2 separate regions of the Pan troglodytes genome follow, and region 2 is linked to region 1. Evidence: chromatin contacts called from public Hi-C data. All regions are on one chromosome and are shown on one strand. The core of a region is the stretch at or near the end of the contact, and the rest is flanking DNA. Distances in the headings are between cores, read along the strand shown.

Evidence for each region. Hi-C and Micro-C count contacts between places; a contact is called where the count stands out from the background.
Region 2: a Hi-C map of induced pluripotent stem cells shows a contact between it and region 1, with 1.9 times the contacts expected there. The contact joins the enhancer-like site here to the promoter of ATP5MC2 in region 1. A contact is called at or near these places in 5 of 7 Hi-C or Micro-C datasets (blood, induced pluripotent stem cells, a lymphoblastoid cell line and 1 more), 1 of 1 datasets of contacts at active chromatin or transcription factors (stem cell-derived excitatory neurons) and 1 of 1 other capture datasets (stem cell-derived neural stem cells).

The regions. Positions count from the first base shown.
Region 1 is chr10:42,183,236-42,187,045 of NHGRI_mPanTro3-v2.0_pri, forward strand. ATP5MC2 (ATP synthase membrane subunit c locus 2) reads left to right here and starts at 2,560. Exons shown (of 5, transcript XM_509102.9): 1 at 2,560-3,583. The coding sequence starts at 3,444.
Region 2 is chr10:42,317,055-42,320,529 of NHGRI_mPanTro3-v2.0_pri, forward strand. It overlaps ATF7 (activating transcription factor 7), which reads left to right. Exons shown (of 12, transcript NM_001419937.1): 4 at 1,487-1,605. LOC107967506 (a long non-coding RNA gene) reads right to left here. Exons shown (of 4, transcript XR_001707969.2): 4 at 1,634-1,864. Among named protein-coding and RNA genes, the nearest start is that of NPFF, 36 kb to the right of the region's middle. Within about 2 kb of position 1,272, at least 8 of the 24 cell types and tissues checked have an H3K27ac peak or open chromatin away from gene starts, as enhancers often do. A contact at or near this core is called in induced pluripotent stem cells, where this site is marked.

The DNA of each region.
Region 1 (3,810 bases), core at 1,310-3,809:
GTATTGGCAGTGCAAAGTTTCCACTTTAACTTGCAGAAAAGTGCCTGTTTAGCAGAAAGAAAGAAAATCCTGGAAAGTTAACACTGGATGAAATCTTAGAGATCACCTACTTCTCTCCCTGATTTTTCCAAATGAGGAAACTAAAGCTTCGAGAGATGAAGTAACTAGCGTAGTTATTCAACTATTTAGTAGCAGGGCTAGGACTAGACTCCAGTCTCCTGCCTCGAAGACAGCTGTTCTATCCATGCCACTTGCTGGCAACATGTGCATCTAGCAAAACACATCATAAAGTATCCTCATCTTAAGCCATCAGGAATGGAAATCAAACCATTTAAACCCTTCCTCTTCTCTCTAGCAATATTTTTTCTTCGCATTTCTCTGTGCCCTGGTCTCTCTCTCTCTCTCTCTCGTTTTTAAAATCACTCCTGTTTCTTTCGTGGCTCTTTCTCATTGAGGCATGCCTGCATGAGTATCTTGATTTTTCTGCTCTAAGCTATGGTTTCTTGTCCAAAGAAACATATATAAACCAATCAAAACCCTTCCTTGGTGACCTTTGTAGAAAAGGACACTTGGAATTTCTATATGAGAGAAGCTGAACCTCTCTCTTAGCCTATCCAGTCAATTAAAATGAGTCTGTGGCCCCCCTGAGGGTTGTTAACCAATCCTAAGAAAGGAAAGATCAATCTCATTTCTTCGTCACCACTGGGCAGGGAGGCTGCCAACCAGTCAGAATCGGCCACTCACAGTCATTTAAAAAACTGGCCAATCAGTCCAACCTTGTTATATGGTCTGGTAGGAAAAGAAAGGGACTGATTGGAAAAGATAGTTCTGTCTCCACACCCTTTCCTTCCTGGACCCCGGTTTTCCCTTTGTGAAGTGAAAGAAGGACCCTTCCCCAAGCCTATAGTTAAGAAGATCCTCCGACCCTCAGCTAAGCTTCTCTTGGATCTTTTGCTGTCTTCAAATTCACCCCTCCCCTTACAAACCTCCTTTTTGTAGCCTCACTGCTCCCTTGCGGATTTGATTTCTTGCTTCAAGCCTCGTAGTAATAGTCCCAGGATTCTCAGCCTCCCCTCAGATCTCCACTCACCAGCAAGTAAAATAACTTGTTTTGTATGACTTATGCAGGTGAAAACGTTTTTAAAGTGTAGTTGAGTCTCTTTCAGGAGATACTATCTCAAGGACCTTGCAATAAACAGTTCATATAGGTAGCAGTGCAGAATTGAGTTGCAATGCCCTTAACTATAGAAGCAGTGATGATGGTGGTGATGGTGGTGGTGGTGGTGGTGACGATGATGATTTTGATGCTAGCAATTACTGAACTCTTACTGGGTACCAAGTACCTTGCTAAAAGCTTCATATGTATTATCCCAATATTGGCTGTGTGATAAGTACTATTATTCTTCCCAATTTACATAGGAGGAAATAGATTTAGAGGGGGTTAAACAGCTAGCTCAAGATCACACAGCGATTTGGGAACCCAGATTTGTCTGAACGCAGAACCCATTATTCTATGAGGGCAAGGGAGTGTTAAACATCGCAGGCTGTAACAACTTTTGGAAAGAGCCAGCTTTAGCTTCCTCCCAGGCCCCTTCTCTGATCCTCCTCTGGGATTGTTAGCCATATCTGAGTGTCTAAATTGTCGCAACAGCTGCAACAGCCGTTTGGGGGGGGGGGGTGGCTCCTAAGAACTGTGGACTTTCTCTGCCACTGAGGATGTGAAGCTGACAGCTTAAAAGAATTCCGTTTTGGTGGGAATGGAGATATCTGGAGACCTCAGGGGATAAACTTGTGTCTTTGCTAGCCTGTCTTTCTCCTAACAGCATCTCCACAGTGCCTGGCACCACTTGGTACTTGATAAATACCTGTTGATTGATTCCCAAAGATCCCAGTTCCATTTCCCACGTACCTGCCCGCTCGGGGCGCAATCAACAACTAAAACTGGAGATTTGGGGATTTCAGAGGAACCTGTGAGAATCCTGATGGAGCTGGAAACGCGAATTTAGGAAAGACAGGCAGTCTACCACCCTCCTCTTCTCGCCCGCTTCTCCTATTTCTCCCCACTCCTTCCCCTCCCTTTCAGGAGCTCAGGGCCATAAAAATGCAGATGGAGGATCGGTGTGAAATAACGGGCCCATATAAATCCCTCTGCCGCCCGCCTGCAAGATGGATTGGCCGCATTGAAATTCCTCCGCGAGGATAATTAAACTCGGGGCCTCATCCGGGCAAAATTACATTCCTGTAATGGCGTCGCTCGGGGTCCCGGGAAATTGCTCCGTGGGCTTTCAGCGGCGGTTTTTATCGCCGGCCGGGGTGTGCCTGTCTGCGGCTCGCCTCTCCTCCGGGACCGTAAAGCTGCTGCCGTGATTTATCCTCCCCTTCTCCCAAATCCGATTAAATGGAGGAGCTCGGGGCCGGGGCGCCGCGGGGCCCGGGAGCCGGGAGGGGGCGGCGGGAAGGACGGGGCCAAGGAGGGGAGGACAAACGGCCCCTCAGAGGGTGGCGGATTTGCCTTTATTTACAGCCGCGGCTTTCTTTTTATTTTTTATTTTTTATGGGGTTTGGTGAGCTTTTCCCGTCTTTCTCGTGCTGCGTTCAAGCACGATGCAGGGACGGCAGGGGTTTGGAACTGGATAGGCCTTGTCGCCCTGTTCCAAAGGGCAGGGCAGGTCCTGTCTGGGAGACAAGGAGGCCTAGGAAAGATGAGGGCCAGGAAGCCTCCCCCACCTCCTTCCATCAGGGGAAGGGCGAGCGAAAGGGGAGAGAAAACCCACGTTCAGGAGAGCATGGGGGCGGGAGGGGAGGGCGCTGCTTATCCCAACTCGCGTAGTTGAAACCTGAGCAGAGGCTCGGGCAAGCCTGGAGTGACCTCGCAACCTTACAGCGGGTCGCAGGTGCCCGTTATTCCTAGACTGTCCCAGGAGCCAGGAAAGAGGGATTCGGATCATATTTAACCCTATCTTCTGGCTCGCTGATGCTGCTTCTCTCATGGTTTATCACCGGAATGGAAAGGAGGAAACGGGGAGTGGGGGAAAGGGCGAAGCCACCAGAAGCAGCTGCGGCATTTTGCTGACTATTCGCCCATGGAGCCGGTTTGCCATCCAGTGATGCCAGAGTCCCGGCGCGACAGAAAGCAGGACTCCCAAGATCTTCCTCCTGCTGCATTTTAGGCACTGAACCCCAATCCCGACCGTATGTTAACACTGAATTCTGAGTAGGAGTTTTGTTTTGGCAGTGTGACGACTGCGCATGCTCGGAAAGGGGACGCAAGTCCGAGATCCCTAACGCGGTACAGACCAAACCGCAGGCCACGTTACGGATCGGCTTACTCCGCGGAGTTGGCCTCATTTCTGCACAGTCGGCGCTCCCTGTAGTTTCTCCTCTCGAACGCCAGGTGGAGCAACCGGCCGGATACCGCCACAGCCCTGGCAGGCGGCGCTGTGATGCCTGAGCTGATCCTGTATGTTGCAATCACTCTATCCGTGGCTGAGCGACTCGTTGGCCCGGGTCACGCATGCGCTGAGCCTTCCTTTCGCTCTTCCCGCTGCTCCGCCCCTCTCTGTCTTCTCTGCAGTGGGAGCAGGTAAGGCCTTGGGACCTAGAGCCCTCTGTGCGCCGCGCACGCGCGCGGGACACCTCACCTTGCGCGGATGCCTTGAGGCGCTTACCTTGCGTGCTCCCACCCTGGTCCTCTCGCCCTTTCTTGCTCCCGCTATCCCTTAGCCTTAGAGCTGGCTCTTCCGCGTGCCGGTGACCTCCAACCGCGCGGGCCTGGCGCCATCTTGGATGTCTCGTAGGGGGAGGATACCT
Region 2 (3,475 bases), core at 22-2,521, 130 kb after region 1:
TGCCAGAGTACCTTTTAAAACTATTTTGAGAAGTAGTGGTAACTTTTCCAAACACTCTGATTCAGAAGAGGTTTTGTTTAAATTTTTTTATAAAAATTGTGCTGTTTCCATGGAAAATCCCACTGGACTATTTTCAATTGATCAGGCTAGAAGGGGTGTTTTTGGGTTTTTTTGTTTGTTTTTTTGAGACAGAGTCTCACTCTGTCACCCAGGCTGGAGTGCAGTGGCAGTGATCTCGGCTCACTGCAACCTCCACCTCCTGGGTTCAAGAGATTCTCCTGCCTCAGCCTCCTGAGTAGCTGGGACTACAGGCACCTGCCACTATGCCCACCTAATTTTTGTATTTTTTTGTAGAGATGGAGTTTCACCATGTTGGCCAGGCTGGTCTCAAACTTCTGACCTCAAGTGATACACCCATCTCAGCCTCCCAACATGCTGGGATTACAGGCATGAGCCACTGCGCCCAGCCAAGAAGGGGTGATCTTAACCCCAGGTCTCACTCCTTAAAATATCATTTAAACATTGTTCTGTATTTCTGTCATTCATTCTAGCGGTTTGGGGTATGAGATGAATCCCTGAAGTAGCATGCCAAGGAAACCCATCGTAATAGAGTTAGGATCTGTGAACAAGATTCAGGTCTAAAAAAGCAGGATTGGGAGGGAGAATGTAAAATTCAAGTTGCTTAAAAAGTTCCCATGGGTTACCAAGAGCCTTTCTCTTCAGAAGGGCAGAGGCACTGTGTTGAGGAGAGGCTCGTGCAGCCCCTGTGGGCATATTTTGGCTGGCAAATCTAAATCCGAATACCCTGGTTTCAGGAACTTGCTCTGGGCCTAGGTCTCTGTGAAATTAGGTCTATTGTTTACAGTTTCCTTTTCCAGCTCATGATCTTGCTGTCTTACTCCTCAGCCCCTAGATTTGCCTGGAATCCTTCAGAAGGTAACAGACCATTATTACCTCAGTGACCACTGAAAGACAAGGCACTATTTCTTACTCGGTAGCTTTAGTCAGCAAACTCAACCATCTGATCCTCAGTTTCTTCTCATCAGATTTTAACATCCATCTGCTTTTTCTGCTCACTTCAGACCTAGCAGGGAGTAAGTTTACGAAAGAAAATATTGCTTAACTATACTTGGTTTTCAAATCTAGAGGTTTCACAAAACTGTGTCACCTGTGTGGGTGGTTTGGTTTGGTTGGAGGTAAACGAGGTAAAACTAGCACTGAGAGAAAAGTGGGTACGTGGATAGTCACACAACAAAATACTGTTCAGTCTTCCCCCTGCTGGCTTTGAGGCAACACAACACAGACACCCTCTGGTGGCCTACCACCAGCCTTCGCCTACTAGAGCTCCATTAAAGCAAATTTGCCCTAACACAAAGACTCTCTCTCCAAATCAAAAAGTACAAATGCATTCTCTATATACTATTTAATATCAAGTTTTAATTTCAGATCAAAACTAAAACAGTTTCCTTTTCTTTCATGTCTACAGATCAAACTCCTACTCCAACTAGATTCCTGAAGAACTGTGAGGAGGTGGGACTCTTCAATGAACTAGCTAGCTCCTTTGAACATGAATTCAAGAAAGCTGCAGATGAGGATGAGAAAAAGGCAAGAAGCAGGACTGTTGCCAAAAAACTGGTGGTATTCAGACCTAGGCTATTTTTATTGTGCTTTGGGATAATTTTCTTAATTGGTTAAAACACAAAATCATGGGCTTAGTAGAGTAAAACCAGTAAAACCAGATAGTAGTCACTAATCCCAGTCAGCCATTCAGGTCTTTAGGAGTTCCAGATGATGGATCAGCACAAGTCTGTCGTCACCGAAAATTAGTCCTCTTGTTCTTCCAGGGGAGTATTAGTTTAATAATCTGTTTTTAAAAAAATATTTATATTATAAATATGTTGAAGATGTTAAAAGGTGATAAATTACTCAGATTTTGTTGGATAACATATTTGTTGCCAAATTCCACTCTTTTCTGAGCTGATCAGACTTCTCAGCTACACTGTTTTTTTTGAATCAGCAAGTCAATAAACATTTATCAAATTTCCACTCTTCTTTGTTTCAATATATGTGGTTTTTGCCTTTAAGTAGCTTTCTACTATTATTCAAAGCATTAAAGATAAAGAAGGATGTTCCTACTGTCTTTCAAAGGAGATCAACCAGGACAGTGAAAGAACTATAAACTATGTCACTTCGGGAACTTTTAAAGAAATCAAGTGGCCAAGCACATTGGCTCATGCTTGTAATCCCAGCACTTTGGGAGGCCAGGGTGGGAGGATTACAGGAGTTCAAGACCAGCCTTGGCAATAGCAGGACCTCCATGTTTACCAAAACAGTTTTAAAGATTGATCAGGCATGGTGGTGCATGCCTGTAGTCCTAGCTACTCGGGAGGCTGAAGCAGGAAGATTGCTTGAACCCAGGAGTTCAAGGCTGCAGTGAGCTATGATTGCACCACTGTGCTCCAGCCTGAGTGACAGAGTGAGACCCTATCTCTCTCTTTTTTTGTTGTTTGAGACAAGAGTCTTGCTCTGTTGCCCAGGCTGGAGTGCAGTGGCACGATCTCAGCTCACTGCAAGCTCCGCCTCCCAGGTTCACGCCATTTTCCTGCCTCAGCCTTCCGAGTAGCTGGAACTACAGGCGCCCACCACCACACCTGGCTAATTTTTTTTTTATGTTTAGTAGAGACGGGGTTTCACCGTGTTAGCCAGGATGGTCTCGATCTCCTGACCTCGTGATCTGCTCGCCTCGGCCTCCCAAAGGGCTGGGATTACAGGCGTAAACCACCACCCCTGGCCCGGAGACCGTATCTCTTAAAAAAAAAAAAAAAAGGCAAGGCGCAGTGGCTCACACCCGTAATCCCAGCACTTTGGGAGGCCAAGGCAAGCAGATCACAAGACCAGCCTGACCAACATGGTGAAACCCCATCTCTACTAAAAATACAAAACTTAGCCAGGCGTGGTGGCGCACGCCTGTAATCCCAGCTACTCAGGAGGCTGAGACAGGAGAATCACTTGAACCCGGGAGGCAGAGGTTGCAGTGAGCCAAGATCATGCCACTGCATTCCAGCCTGGGCGACAGAGTAAGACTTTGTCTCAAAAACAAGAAAGAAATTGAGGAAATTTTGGTTGGAAAAGAGATCTAGTGTGAACAAATTGCGATCTTCAAGAGTATTCATTAAAAGAGGGATTACATTTATTCCTTGTGGTCCAAAGGTAGAAGTAGGACCACTGGGTGGAAGCTGTCACAAAATATGTTCAATTATATGTAGACCACTTAGTAGAGATATTGCAGAGGGGATTAAAATGCTGGAATCCCTTCTAATCCTGAGGCGCTATGATTCTCTGATTTTAGCCTTTATATAGTTCAGATCCCTAGATAATCCCTTAGTTTGGAAGACGAGAGGAAATACTTGAAGAAGCAGAGTCAAAGGAAGATAGTTCCCATGGAATAAGGGGCTTGGGGGAAAAAGAAAAATGC